Linked DNA regions of Mus musculus: region 2 is linked to region 1. A link is a contact called in public promoter capture Hi-C data. All regions are on one chromosome and are shown on one strand. Each heading gives the region's core, a stretch centred on a gene start, on an enhancer-like site or on the middle of the called end of the contact. The rest is flanking DNA. Distances are from core to core; before and after follow the strand shown.

What was found. Promoter capture Hi-C pulls out the DNA fragments that hold promoters and counts their contacts.
Region 2: a promoter capture Hi-C map of pre-B cells shows a contact between it and region 1. The contact joins the promoter of Txnl4b here to the promoter of Zfp868 in region 1.

The regions. Positions count from the first base shown.
Region 1 is chr8:69,623,096-69,629,658 of GRCm38.p6, forward strand. It overlaps Zfp868 (zinc finger protein 868), which reads right to left and starts at 2,453. Exons shown (of 5, transcript NM_172754.2): 1 at 2,340-2,453.
Region 2 is chr8:109,563,913-109,570,322 of GRCm38.p6, forward strand. Txnl4b (thioredoxin-like 4B) reads left to right here and starts at 1,980. Exons shown (of 4, transcript NM_175646.4): 1 at 1,980-2,151; 2 at 4,978-5,185. The coding sequence starts at 5,054. Dhx38 (DEAH (Asp-Glu-Ala-His) box polypeptide 38) reads right to left here and starts at 1,949. Exons shown (of 27, transcript NM_178380.2): 1 at 1,579-1,949.

The DNA of each region.
Region 1 (6,563 bases), core at 1,203-3,702:
AAAATACACAAATAAAACAAAGAACTACAGACATACTGGGTGTGGTGTTGCACAGACTCAAAAGGCAGAGACAGGCAGACTGCTGTGATTTCCAGACCACACTGGTCTACAAAGTTCCAGAGTTCCAGGTCAGACAGGTCACAAGTGAGATTTTGTCTAAAAAAGACAAAATAAGGGGTTGGGAGGGGAAGTCCGCAGACATTAACTATAACTTTCTTTTTTTTTTTAAATTATGTATTTTACATGTATGGGTGTTTTGCTTCCACCACATGCATGCCTGGTACCCACGAAGGCCAGAAGAGGGCTTCATATCTCCTTGGAATGAAATTACAGAACGGTTTAAGCCACCATGTGGTCACTGGAAATCAATCTACAAGAGCAGCAGTGCTCTTAACCACTAAGCCAGCTCTCCAGCCTCACACTTCAAATCACCAATGAAAGCAATGAACCTAATAAAGCAAGTGCTACTGCAGGATCCTGGACGTGAAGTGTTGAAGGGCACAGTCGGCTGTGTCCTGTCCCAAGTTACTCCATACTGTGAGAAAACAGTGGTTTTCCAGACAATGCCTTGCCCTGAGTGACTCCATTTGACTCCATTTTGAGGAAAGAGAATGACTCCAGCCCCTTGGTACATGCACAAACAATACTATCTGTTCAGCCAGATATCACAGGCTTGTTCCTGAGAACAGAAAGAGGGCTACTCTGTAAGTTTATCAGGGTGAGTTGAGACTAGATGGGCATGTATTACAATGCTATCAGGGAAACCAGGGAAGGGCATAAATCCCTCTCCTGGCCTCTTAAATTGATAGACACCTACTAGCACTAGGATGTCTGACCCCAAACCATCCTATCGTCTGATAACTAGTATATAGATGAAGAAAGGACAAGTAGAGACTTTTGTCCCTGAGGTTTCAATAGGCCCCATGACTCACCTACTCACCTGCCTGGCCTTCCACCTAGTCCCTATCCAGACCTGGACCTGAGCCCACAGTTGCCTGCTCTCAGGGCCTTCTATCTAGAACTAAGCAGCATGGCTGACAAGCCTGAGTCCTCTCTGTGACTTCATCAAAGGCTCGCTCCCTGTGGCACAATTGTTTTGAGTTCCTTTTCATATCAGGACAAACTCTACCTACATTTCTCTCAGCCTACTTCTAAGTATTCATTTTATAAACTAAATATATGCAGAGATATACTGTGTGCTTTGACATGAGAATTAATATTAACAATTAAAACTAAAAGAAGGGCTGGAGAGATGGCTCAGTGGTTAAGAGCATTGACTGCTCCTCCAGAGGTCCTATGTTCAATTCCCAGCAACCACATGGTGGCTCACAACCATCTGTAATGGGATCAGATGCTCTCTTCCATTGCGTCTGAAGAGAGCGAAAGTGTACTCACATACATAAAATAAATAAATCTTAAAAAAAAAAGACTAGAATAAAACCCACATTAACCTTGTCCTAATTACAAATGTAAGTGAAATCACTTGGCAAATTGCTGCCATCAAAACCTTTTAAGTTTATTGTTATTCAAAAATATTTGATACTTTGGGGAGATACAAATGTGTCTATCTTATTTCTAGCATAGTATGCTCATGTTCTCAGTTTAAACTAGTAGTTCAACATACTTCCAATAAAAATGCTAAAATAAACAAGAAATAAAGGTTGTGTGGAAATGAAGAAAAGGACCAGAATGGTGAACACAATACAGAAGAATCGACTACAATGCTTCCTGACTAACAGTTCTCGGCGAACCTCGGTACGCAAAACAATGCACTATTTGAGGGAAGAAAAATTAACAAGCCCACAAATGCATAAGCAGAAATAAAAACAAAAATATAATCAAAGGATGTCTGACCGAAGAACAAAATAAATTCAAGGAGACAAGTCATCTTTCCCAGAGCTGGTTTTAAACATCTTTGCAAAGAAACTCACTGGACTTTACAAATGTCGTAAAATTAACCTAAAGAGGTTGCCACACTTACATGTGGAAAGCAAAGTTCAGAACTTCTCGAAGACAGCACAAAGAACCTAGACAGCCTTAGTCTAGCAAGCAGCCTTCAGCGCACCACCAAAAGCAGGACGTCCCCGCCAGCCCGGATCGTGACGTCATCCGCGTACTGGCTTCCGCCCATCCCCCGCCCCCCGCAGGGCGGGACCTCCCGCTCAGCGCTGACGCCAAGAGGATCAGGGCGGAAGTACCTACGGACCGCAGGCGGAGGCCCAGGTCGCAGCCCCGACGTCCCCGCGTTCACTGCCCCAACCCCAGGGAGGACCCACCACCCCGGCTCCCGCAGCCCAGCCGGCCGCTCCTCCCATCAGGGGACAGCGGCCCTCGCTCACCATTGCCAGGCTCCGAGCTCACCCGCGCTCCCCCACACAGCTCCAAGCACTGGCTCCCACAACGGCTTTCCTCAGTTTCGGTGAAGAACCTTTAGCTAACATGGCGGCCGAAAAGAACCCGCCCCCCCGCCTCCTAGAAGCTTCTGATTGGACAACCTGTCTGTAGCTCCTGATTGGTTAGAACTGCTCTAGGTGATCTGAGTGACAGGAGTAGCTCCTCTTGCAGTTCCTTAGGCTGTGAGTCTAGAGCCCATTGTTTAGTGTTGCGGTGGCCAGCAGGTGTCAACATAGGTTCATGGCTCTTGTGTACCTCTAGGTGTGCCCTACTGAATGATTCCAGGACCCTGACCAGTGAAAATAGTTAACGATGTCAGGCCAGTTTTGTGACTCTGACTTACCTAGGGACAAGTCCGCTGAAAGAACCAAACTAGTGTTTGGTGATGACAGTTCAGGGGGCACTGTACCATAGCTTCTTCAGAATATTTTTGTTGAGACTCTTCCTTTATTGTGTACAAGAGCCTCAAACTCGTAGTCCGCCTCAGTCAATGTGCCTAAAGCCATTTTTTTTCTTTTCTTTTTTATTGGATATTTATTTACATTTCATATGTTATCCCCTTTCCCGGTTTCCCTCCCTCCAAGAAACACCTTATTACATTCTTCCTCACCCTGTTTCTATGAGGGTGTTACTCCACCCAACCACACACCCACTCCCACCTCCCAGCCATCAATTCCCCTATACTGGGGCATCTATCGAGCCTTCATAGGACCAAGGACCTCTCCTTCCATTGATGCATGACAAGGCCATCCTCTACTTCAGTCCTTTCTCTAACTCCTCTATTGGGGAATCCCATGCTCAGTCCAATGATTGGCTGCCAACATCCATCTCTGTATTTGTAAGAATCTGGCAGGGCCTCTCAGGAGATAGCCATATCAGGCTCCTTTCAGCATGCACTTCTTGGCATCCACAGTAGTGTCTGGGTTTGGTAACTGTATTTGGGATGAATCCCCAGGTGGGACAGACTCTGAGTGCCCTTTCCTGTAGTCTCTGCTCTACACTTTATCTCCATATTTGCTCCTGTGAATATTTTGTTCTCCTTCTAAGAAGGACCGAAGCAACCATACTTTGTTCTTCCTTCTTACTGAGCTTCATGCAGTCTGTGACTTGTATCCTGGTTATTTGGAGCTTTGGAGCTAGTATTCACTTATCAGTGAGTGTATAAAATGTGTTTTCTTTTGCACCTGGGTTACCTCACTAAGGATGATATTTTCTAGTTCTATCCATTTGCCTAAGAATTTCATGAATTCGTTTTTAATAGCTGAGTACTACTCCATTGTGTAAATGTACCACATTTCCTGAATCCATTCCAGATTTGAAGGATCAAATCTTCAAATCAGGGATCAGGGTTGTTTCCAACTCCTACCTCTTATAAAAAAGACTGCTATGAACATAGTGGAGCATGTGTCCTTCTTACATGTTGGAGTATCTTCTAGTTATATGCCCAGGAGTGGTAGAGCTGGGTCCTCAGGTAATACTATGTCCAATTTTCGAGGAACTGCCAAACTGATTTACAGAGTGGTTGTACCAGCTTGCAATACCACCAACAATGGAGGAGTGTTCCTCTTTCTCCACATCCTCTCCAGCATCTGCTGTCACCTGAGTTTTTGATCTTAGCCATTCTGACTGGTATGAGGTGGAATCTCAGGGTTCTTTCGATTTACATTTCCCTGATGACTAAGGATGCTGAACATTTCTTTAGGTGCTTCTCAGCCATTTAGTATTTCTCAGTTAAGAATTCTTTGTTTAGCTCTGTACCCCATTTTTAATAGGGTTATTTGGTTCTCTGGAGTCTAACTTCTTGAGTTCTTTGTATATATTGGATATTAGCCCTCTATCAGATGTAGGGTTGGTAAAGATCCTTTCCCAATCTGTTGGTTGCCTTTTTGCCTTATTGACAGTGTCATTTGCTTACAGAAGCTTTGCAATTTTATGAGGTCCCATTTGTCAATTCTTGATCTTACAGCACAAGCCATTGGTGTTCTGTTCAGGAATTTTCCCCCTGTGCCCATATCTTAGAGGCTCTTCCCCACTTCCTCCTCTATAAGTTTCAGTGTTTCTGGTTTTATGTGGAGGTCCTTGATCCACCTAGATTTGAGCTTTGTATAAGGAGATAAGAATGGGTCAATTTGCATTCTTCTACATGCTAACCACCAGTTGAGCCAGCACTATTTGTTAAAAATGCTCGTTTTTTATACTGGATGGCTTTAGCTTCTTTGTCAAAGATCAAGTGACCATATGTGTATGGGTTCATTTCTGGGTCTTCAATTCCATTCCACTGATCTTCCAGCCTGTCTCTGTATCAATACCATGCAGTTTTTACTACTATTTCTCTGTAATACAGCTTGAGGTTGGGGATGGTAATTCCCCTAGAAGTTTTTTTATTGTTGAGAATCATTTTCGCTATTCTGGGTTTTTGTTATTCCAAATGAATTTGCAAATTGTTCTTTCTAACTCTAGGTAGAGTTGAGTTGGAATTTTGATGGGGATTGCATTGAATCTGTAAATTGCTTTCGGCAAGATGGCCATTTTTACTATATTAATTCTGCCAGTCCATGAGCATGGGAGATCTTTCCATCTTCTGAGATCTACTTCGATTTCTTTCTTCAGAAACTTGAAGTTCTTGTCATATAGATCATTCACTTGCTTAGTTAGAGTCACACCAATATATTTTATAGTGAAGGGTGTTGTTTCCCTAATTTCTGCCTCAGCCTGTTTATCCTTTGAGTAGAAGAAGGTCATGGATTTGTTTGAGTTAATTTTATATCCAGTCACTTTGCTGAAGTTCTTTATTAGCTGTAGGAGTTCTCTGGTGGAATTTTTTGGGTCACTTAAGTATATGATCATGTCTTCTGCAAACAGTGATATTTTGACTTCTTTGTTTCCAATTTGTACCCCTTGACCTCCTTTTGTTGTCTAATTGCCCTAGCTAGAACTTCAAGTACTATGTTGAATAGATAGGGAGAGAGTGGGCAGCCTTGTCTAGTCCCTGATCTTAATGAAATTGCTTCAAGTTTCTCTCCATTCAGTTTGATGTTGGCTAGTGATTTTCTGTATATTGCTTTTATTATGTTTAGGTATGGGCCTTGAATACCTGATCTTTCCAAGACTTTTAACATGAAGGGATGCTGAATTTTGTTAAATGCTTTTTCAGCATCTAATGAAGTGATCATGTGGGGGTTTTTTCTTTGAGTTTGTTTATGTAGTAGATTACATTGATGGATTTCCATACATTGAACCATCCCTGCATCCCTGGGGTGAAGCCTACTTGATCGTGGTGAATGATCATTTTGATGTATTCTTAGATTCAGTTGGCAAGAATTTTATTGAGTATTTTTGCATAAATGTTCATAAGGGAAATTGGTCTGAAGTTTTCTTTCTTCATTTGGCCCTTGTGTGGTTTAGGTATAAGTGTAATTGTGGCTTCATAGAATGAGTTAGATAGTGTACCTTCTGTTTCTATTTTGTGGAATAGTTTAAAGAGTATTGGTAATTAGGTCTTCTTGAAAGGTCTGTTAGAATTCTCCACTAAACCTATCTGGTCCTGGGCTGGTTTTGGTTGGGAGACTTAATGACTGCTTCTATTTCTTTAGAGGTTATGGGATTATTTAGATGGCTTATTTGATCCTGTTTAACTTTGACATCCTGTATGTATCTAGAAAATTGTCCATTTCATAAAGATTTTCCAATTTAGTTGAGTATAAACTTTTGTAATAGGATATGATGATTTTTTAATTTCCATGCTTTCCGTTGTTATATCTCCCTTTTCATTTCTGATTTTATTAATTTGGATACTGTCTCTGTGTCCTCTGGTTAATCTGGTTAAGGGTCTATCTATCTTGTTGATTTTCTCAAGGAACCAGCTCCTGGTTTTGTTGATTCTTTGTATAGTTCTTTTTGTTTGTACTTGGTTGACTTCAGCCCTGAGTTTGATTATTTCCAGCCTTCTACTTCTCTTGGGTGTATTTGCTTCTTTTTGTTCTAGATCTTTCAGTTGTACTATCAAGCTGGTAGTGTAAGTTCTCTCCAGTTTCTTTTTAGAGGCACTTAGAGCTATGAGTTTTCCTCTTACCACTGCTTTCATCGTGTCCCATAAGTTTTGGTATGATGTGTCTTCATTTTCATTAAATTCTAAAAAGTCTTTAATTTCTTTCTTTATTTCTTCCTTG
Region 2 (6,410 bases), core at 730-3,229, about 40 Mb after region 1:
AGGAAGGAAGGAAGGAAGGAAGAAAGGAAGAAAGGAAGGAAGAAATAAACTAAGTAACTAACTCACTCCAGGCTCTTGGCATTTTCTGGTTTTTTTGGGACAGTAAGCAGTTGTCTTGGTTAGTCATTAGTTCTCTATGTGTGAAACCACAATCACTTCTGCTTTCCACAATCCACAGAACCACTGTGAGAATCAATTGTTGGTACACTGATGTGACGGTTGCATACTTGGTATTATGCTCCTGTACCCTGACTTCCCTTCCTGGTTTTTGATATGCATTCTCCCACCCACCCATCCCATTCCCTTTAAGTCACAAGTTCCACAGAGCAGAGAAGTTAGCTAGCACACGATTTCACCATCCATATTCTACACACTTGCTGACTTTTGTTGTGGATCAGTAGTGGTTTGTGGGAAAAGAGAAAAAAAGCATCCCATAGCAGGCAAAAAAAAAAAAAAAAAAAATCTCTTGAATAACAAACTGTGTTCGCCAAAATTACTTCCAAGAAATGTTAGGAAAGAGCATGTCTGGAACGTGTTTCAGAGACTGTAAGACCTCCCAGGTGTTTGGCTGATGTCAAATTCATCTTTATCTAACACCACCCGATTATAAGCTTGGACCTATGTTGGACATGTAGTTAATTATTCTCATTCCGATTAAGTTTATAAAGCATGAGAACTGTGACTTTTGAATCTAGACTTCTTTTGCTGTGTTCTAATTAACATGCACAGCTCTCCCAAGGGGCGCTGCAACACAATGTGGATGAAGAAGCAAAAGTTTCCCGAGGTAGAAGAGAGAAACAAAGTCGCATCTTATATGCATATTAAGAAATCTTGACAGGAAGGCTGAGATACAACGACTTACATCCTAAAGTGTCATTTGCATGCAAGCAGAGACTACTGTCTGTCTTGTTAACAAATGGCAAAGTAAAAACCTGATTAGATATCATTTATTGAAAGCGAACAGGAAGTCAGACATTTCTCTGGACAGGAAATTATTCACAACACAGGACAAGGAAGGACTTAATTAGCGGCTCAAAATAGCAAATAAAGCGGTCCACGGCCAGACTATGGAGAAACATCGGTGACAAAGAAGCCACAATGGACTTCTCAGGTTAGCAACTGCTTACTGCATGCGTCGTTAATCCACTTGCTATTCTCAACAATACCGATAAAGGAAAAACAAGAGCCCTTTCCTCTTAGGGTTAATACTCTACTTATAGATTATCCGCCAGATCTAGTGGAGACTCTTCAGTGAGACAGGAGGAAGGCACCAGAAGCCCTACCCAGGCTCTCCAACTATCGGGTACCAGGTTCGCGTACTGCCCTAAACGAGGGCACAGGGAGGACCCCTGAATCTCCGTGGGGCCGTTCCCAAACACCGGGATGAGACCAGAACATGGACAAAGTCCGGAGAAGGCTGAATGAACTTCTCCGCTCAAGCAAATAGAGAAACTTGGGTAACAAGGACTAGAGGAACTCTGAAATCAGGGCCCAAACAGAAGCCGCGAGCCGACACCGGCCGCCTGGAGCCGCCATGGCTGCCGAAGGACAGATCTGGAAAGAGAAAGAGACGCTCACCTCACCAAGCACGACTCTCGAGGCCTTCGGTTCCTGATCTGGAGACGCCAGCGCGGCCACCGCTCGATCCGAGGGTCTCAAAGAGGCAAATTCCGCTGTTTGAAAGCGGCCATCATCGTCCCATAATGCCCTGCGCGGAGCCTTCTATCCGTCCAAAAAGACCATCGAGAGCAGCCCACAAATCCAGGGTTCCGGGACGCCAGAGTGCAACCCCGCGAACAGGCCTTCCGAGCCTCAGTCTCTTCCTCTGGGTTCAGAGTCTCCTTGCGACCAATCGCGCTTGGCGTAAGAGTCAACACCCCGCCTCTGGCTCGGGGGTGTGCAAGGGAGGACAACACGAGACCGGCCATGTTTACTAAGGGCGGAAATGACGTCACTTCCTGTCGCTGGCGGCCAGTGCAAAGTGGAAAGGAACTAAAATAATCTTGTCGGATTACCGGACTATTGACTGGGGCGCGCGGTGGCACGTTCGTTTTCTGCGTCCGTGTTTCTCACTTCCGTTTGGGAGGATTTTTTTTTTTTTTTTTTTTTTTTTTTCCTGTCGGAGGAAGCGTTTCTAAGGATACAGCCCAGGTTAGTTGGGGTCTTTCCCAGGATGGCAGTGAGGAAAGAGGCAGTTGTGCCCTAGCTAACCGGTGGAGGAGCCCGGGTTGCTGACATGTAGACCGAAGTGTCCTCCATGGCACCTGTGAACCAGGGGGAACCCAACCACCAGGTTCTTATCAAAAACATGCGTTGGGTGTTTTGTAGACGTCAGCCCTGACGTAGATTAAAGTGACATACCGCTGTAATCCCAGCAGTTGTGAGGTTTAGGCATAAAGATTGCCACAAGTTTGAGGCCACTCTGGGGTACTAAGCGAGATCCTTGGAAAATAAGTTCATGTTCAGATATGTCCTTTGGTTATATCTTAGGATGCTTATTTCCATTATCCTATGAAAGCATTACACGTTAAGTTTCTACAAAAAAGAAGAATCAGACTTTACATACTGCTTCCGAATCTTTTCTTAGTAGCTGTATAAGATAGTTCGCAAGACTACTACTATCAGTGCCCTGTTGACAGACATGAACATAGGTCTTTGTGTCTATGTTCATATTCTCAAAAGTAGAGCTGTTGTGTAAAGAGGAGGCCAGTTTTCTTTCCAAAGAGCTTTTGCATCCAAATTCCAACGAAGTAGGCATGCCTCCGCTCTCTCTCCATTCTGAGTGTTACCGTCTCACTTGGTGTTTGTAGACTCAATGCATTTCTTAAATCTGCCTTTTAACTTGCTATCCTTTGTCTACGTGCAAAACTTGGCTTTCCAAATGTGTTTAGTGTTCATAATTTTTATGATTCTCCATTTGCATCCCTCATGCGAACACTGTCTTGGATGTGGTGTCGCTTTCCCCCTCCTTCCAACATCTGGCCTGTAGCACACCGACCCTCTCTGGTGACACGCCACACTCCCCCTTCCTCTTTTTATTACTAGTACGGGATTTGCTTACGTGAATTCTAACGGCGAGACGGGTCCAAATTCTCTTTGTGTTTCTCTTTCATCAGTAATTTGTTCTACACTCACAGTTGATGAAACCCCTCCTGGAAGTCAGCTTCCCTATTTAAAGGGTGACCTACAGGCTGGAGAGATGGCTCAGAGGTTGAGACCACTGACTGCTCTTCCACATGACCAGGGATTCAGCTCCCAGCACCCACGTGGCACCTCACATCTATCTTTAACTCCAGTCCCAGGGAATTTGACATATAGGCAGGAAGACATGCACATAAAACTATTAAAATAAACTGTGGCTTATAGGTGGAACAATTTCATTTCTTGTGTAAATTTTATTCATATCTTATGTGTGCATTGTTGTGTATGTGCATGAGTATATACTCATGTATATACACCTGTCAGTGCATGTTTGTACACCAAAGGCAACCTTAGGTGTTTGGGTTTGGGTTTGTTTTGTTTTGTATTGTTGACAACAAGGTCTCAGGCTGCCCTGCAACTTGGTGAACTGGCTAGGCTGACTGGCCACCAAATCCCAAGGATCTGGCTGAGTGCACTGAGTTCGTGAGCTACTCTCGCAGGCCAGGCTTCTTTTTAGATGGCTTCCGGGGATCGAACTGGGTCCTCACCCTTCCCAGGCAAGCACTTTACTAACTGAGCTATCCTCCCAGCCCTAATCCAGACCACGAAATATAATTTTTGATGAAGGGGAGAAAGGCAAATCACATTTCATAGCATTAACAAGCCTTGAAATTAAATGCAGAGTAACTAATATCCCAGTTGCATCTTCTGTGGGTACTGTCAATAGTGACTTGTCAGTCATGGGATTTTTCAATTAGGAAATGACTTGCCAAAAATTAGGAGCTAGACTAGCAATTTTGTAGCATGAGTTCTAGCCTTTGTCTCACAGCTAGAAGAGTAACAGAATGAACTAGTCTATAGAGTGAGAAGCCCAGCACCAAAGGAAGACAGAGAGAAGGTCAGATGAGGCCCCTCTACCTCAGTCTCCTCTGAGTCATTTATTTAATTATGACTTTCACACACTCTTAGTTGGTCTGTTTGCCATGTGATTAAGTGTATCTAGGAAGTCCCCTTAAGTCAGGACTCGAGAATATACAAACATTCGTCAATGAAGGACCCATGAAGTATGGTCCACAAATGAAGTAGTATGGAATCTCAAAGTCTTTTGTGTAGGGATATGGGAAGTTCAGTAAACGTTATATTAAAACAATGCAAAGCGCAGAAAGGGTGAATCATGTCCCCACCTCTGCCACCCCACCTTCCAGCCACTCTCCCTCCTACTCCAGACTGCTGAGGTCAAGTTTGTCTGCTTCAGCACTTGCCATAAGCTGTGGTTCTTTCTGCAGTCTGGCAGTGCTCTGAGGCACAGCCGCATCCTTCAGCTGCAGGCGGGCCTCCTTTGTGCAGATGCTTGCCTCCCTACTCAGCTACCCGTGGCTCCCCCAGGCCTCTTGGGTGGGAGCAGCACTCTGAAGTTAAAGCTTTGCTTTGTCTTCCTACTCTGATGTGGCTTTTTTAAAGATTTATTTATTTTGTGTGTATGAGTACAGTGTAGCTGTCTTCAGACACAACAGAAGAGGGCATCAGCTCTCATTACAGTTGGGAGCCACCATGTGGTTGCTGGGAATTGAACTCAGGACCTTTGGAAAAGCTGCCAGTGCTATCAACTGCTGAGCCATCTCTCCAGTCCTCCTACTCTGTTCTAATTCAAATCTTTAATTTCACTTAGAAACACATGAGAAATTATTGTGAGAAGTTACCTAGTGTGTCAGGATGGACCCAGAGGTGGCAAGCAAGGGGTGAGACGTCTTCACAAAATGGGCTTCCTAAAAGGTTTCTTTTTAAATCACCTCAGTGTCTGGTCACTACTAAATGGTGTTGTCTTCTTTCTGTTAGGACCCACGCACTTCATCTCAGCAGCCTTTAGACACTGCAGAATTGATAGTGCGGACTAGCATTGGACTTTTTCAAGATGAGCTTCCTCTTGCCCAAACTGACCAGCAAGAAAGAAGTAGACCAGGCGATCAAAAGCACTGCGGAGAAGGTGTTGGTTCTCAGGTTTGGGAGGGACGAGGACCCCGTCTGTCTGCAGCTGGATGATATTGTGAGTTTTAAATAAGCAGCCTTAATTAAAAGTTCACCTGTTATCACTCAGCATCCTGAAAAGGAACAGGATTGATGTAGATTGATGTAGATTGTCACACTTTGTCCAAGAGCTGTGCCTGTCCTGATCTGAGGCCCAAACAGACTGCGACACCTGTCCTGACACCCTTCCCCCACTAGCACCTGTCAGAACTCACCTCACTGAGCAGGCCTGGGGAGATCAGGAAATGCCAACACAGCAACAGTCGCATAGTGAAGTGCAGAAAGTTCTAGAGAGGACTGGGGAAACGCCTCCAAGGTATACAGGTTGCAAAGTGGAGGTCTGAACTGTTTCCCTGGCTGCCAGTACTCTCCTGTGCGCTGCTCCTAGAATGTGCCTTGTGGAGAAATCAGGTCTCACAGCACTTCTTCACAGTCAGTAAAGAGGGAAACTGTGAAGAGAGTTACTGTGTGTTTCTATTCACCATGGAGATTGAACTAAGGTCTTACATCTCTTCCCACCCATCTCCGCTGCAGTCATTATGAATAGTCATTATGTACAATGGATGTGTGGTGCCGGTGAGGTGGCACAGCAGGCAAAGTGCTTCCTGTATGAGACTTTGAACCTCAGTCAGTCTCTGGAACCCAGAGTGGAGGAGGGACCCAACCCTGAGCATTGTCCCCTGACCTCCATGCTCACCCGTGCTCATACCAGTCAGTAAGTGGGAATCATCAGAAACTCATGCTTTTAGCTATGGAAAAGAGTATACGTTCTAGACTAGAAGGGTAGCTCCATGGTAGAACAGTTGTCTCTTAATGTAGGAGGTCCTTGGAGCTCAGCACTCAAGGTCAATAAGAGAATTAGACTGATTGCTTCTGATACCACACTTCCAAAGTTCATATCCCAACCCTGCTGCTTAAGAGCTGTGTGTCCTGGAACAAGTAACTCCCTCCAGTGCCTCGGCTTTGTCATCTGTAAAATGGGGGTGCTGAGTGTCAGTAAGTTAAATGGTTATAGGTTGTAGGTTAAATGGTCTAACAGGTGTAAAGCGTTGAGGACAGTGAGCAGTGGGAAGAGGGGGGGGGGACACCAGGCTCTCCTGATTTTCATTTCTAGGAGGAAGGAGCCTGGGGCTTGTCGGCACCCTAAGTTGTTGTGGGTGGGTTGTCAGGAGCTGTAGTTTTTGTTTTGCAATAGTAAGCATTGAGACTAGACCTAATGCCCTACCGCTGAGCTGTGCTCACAG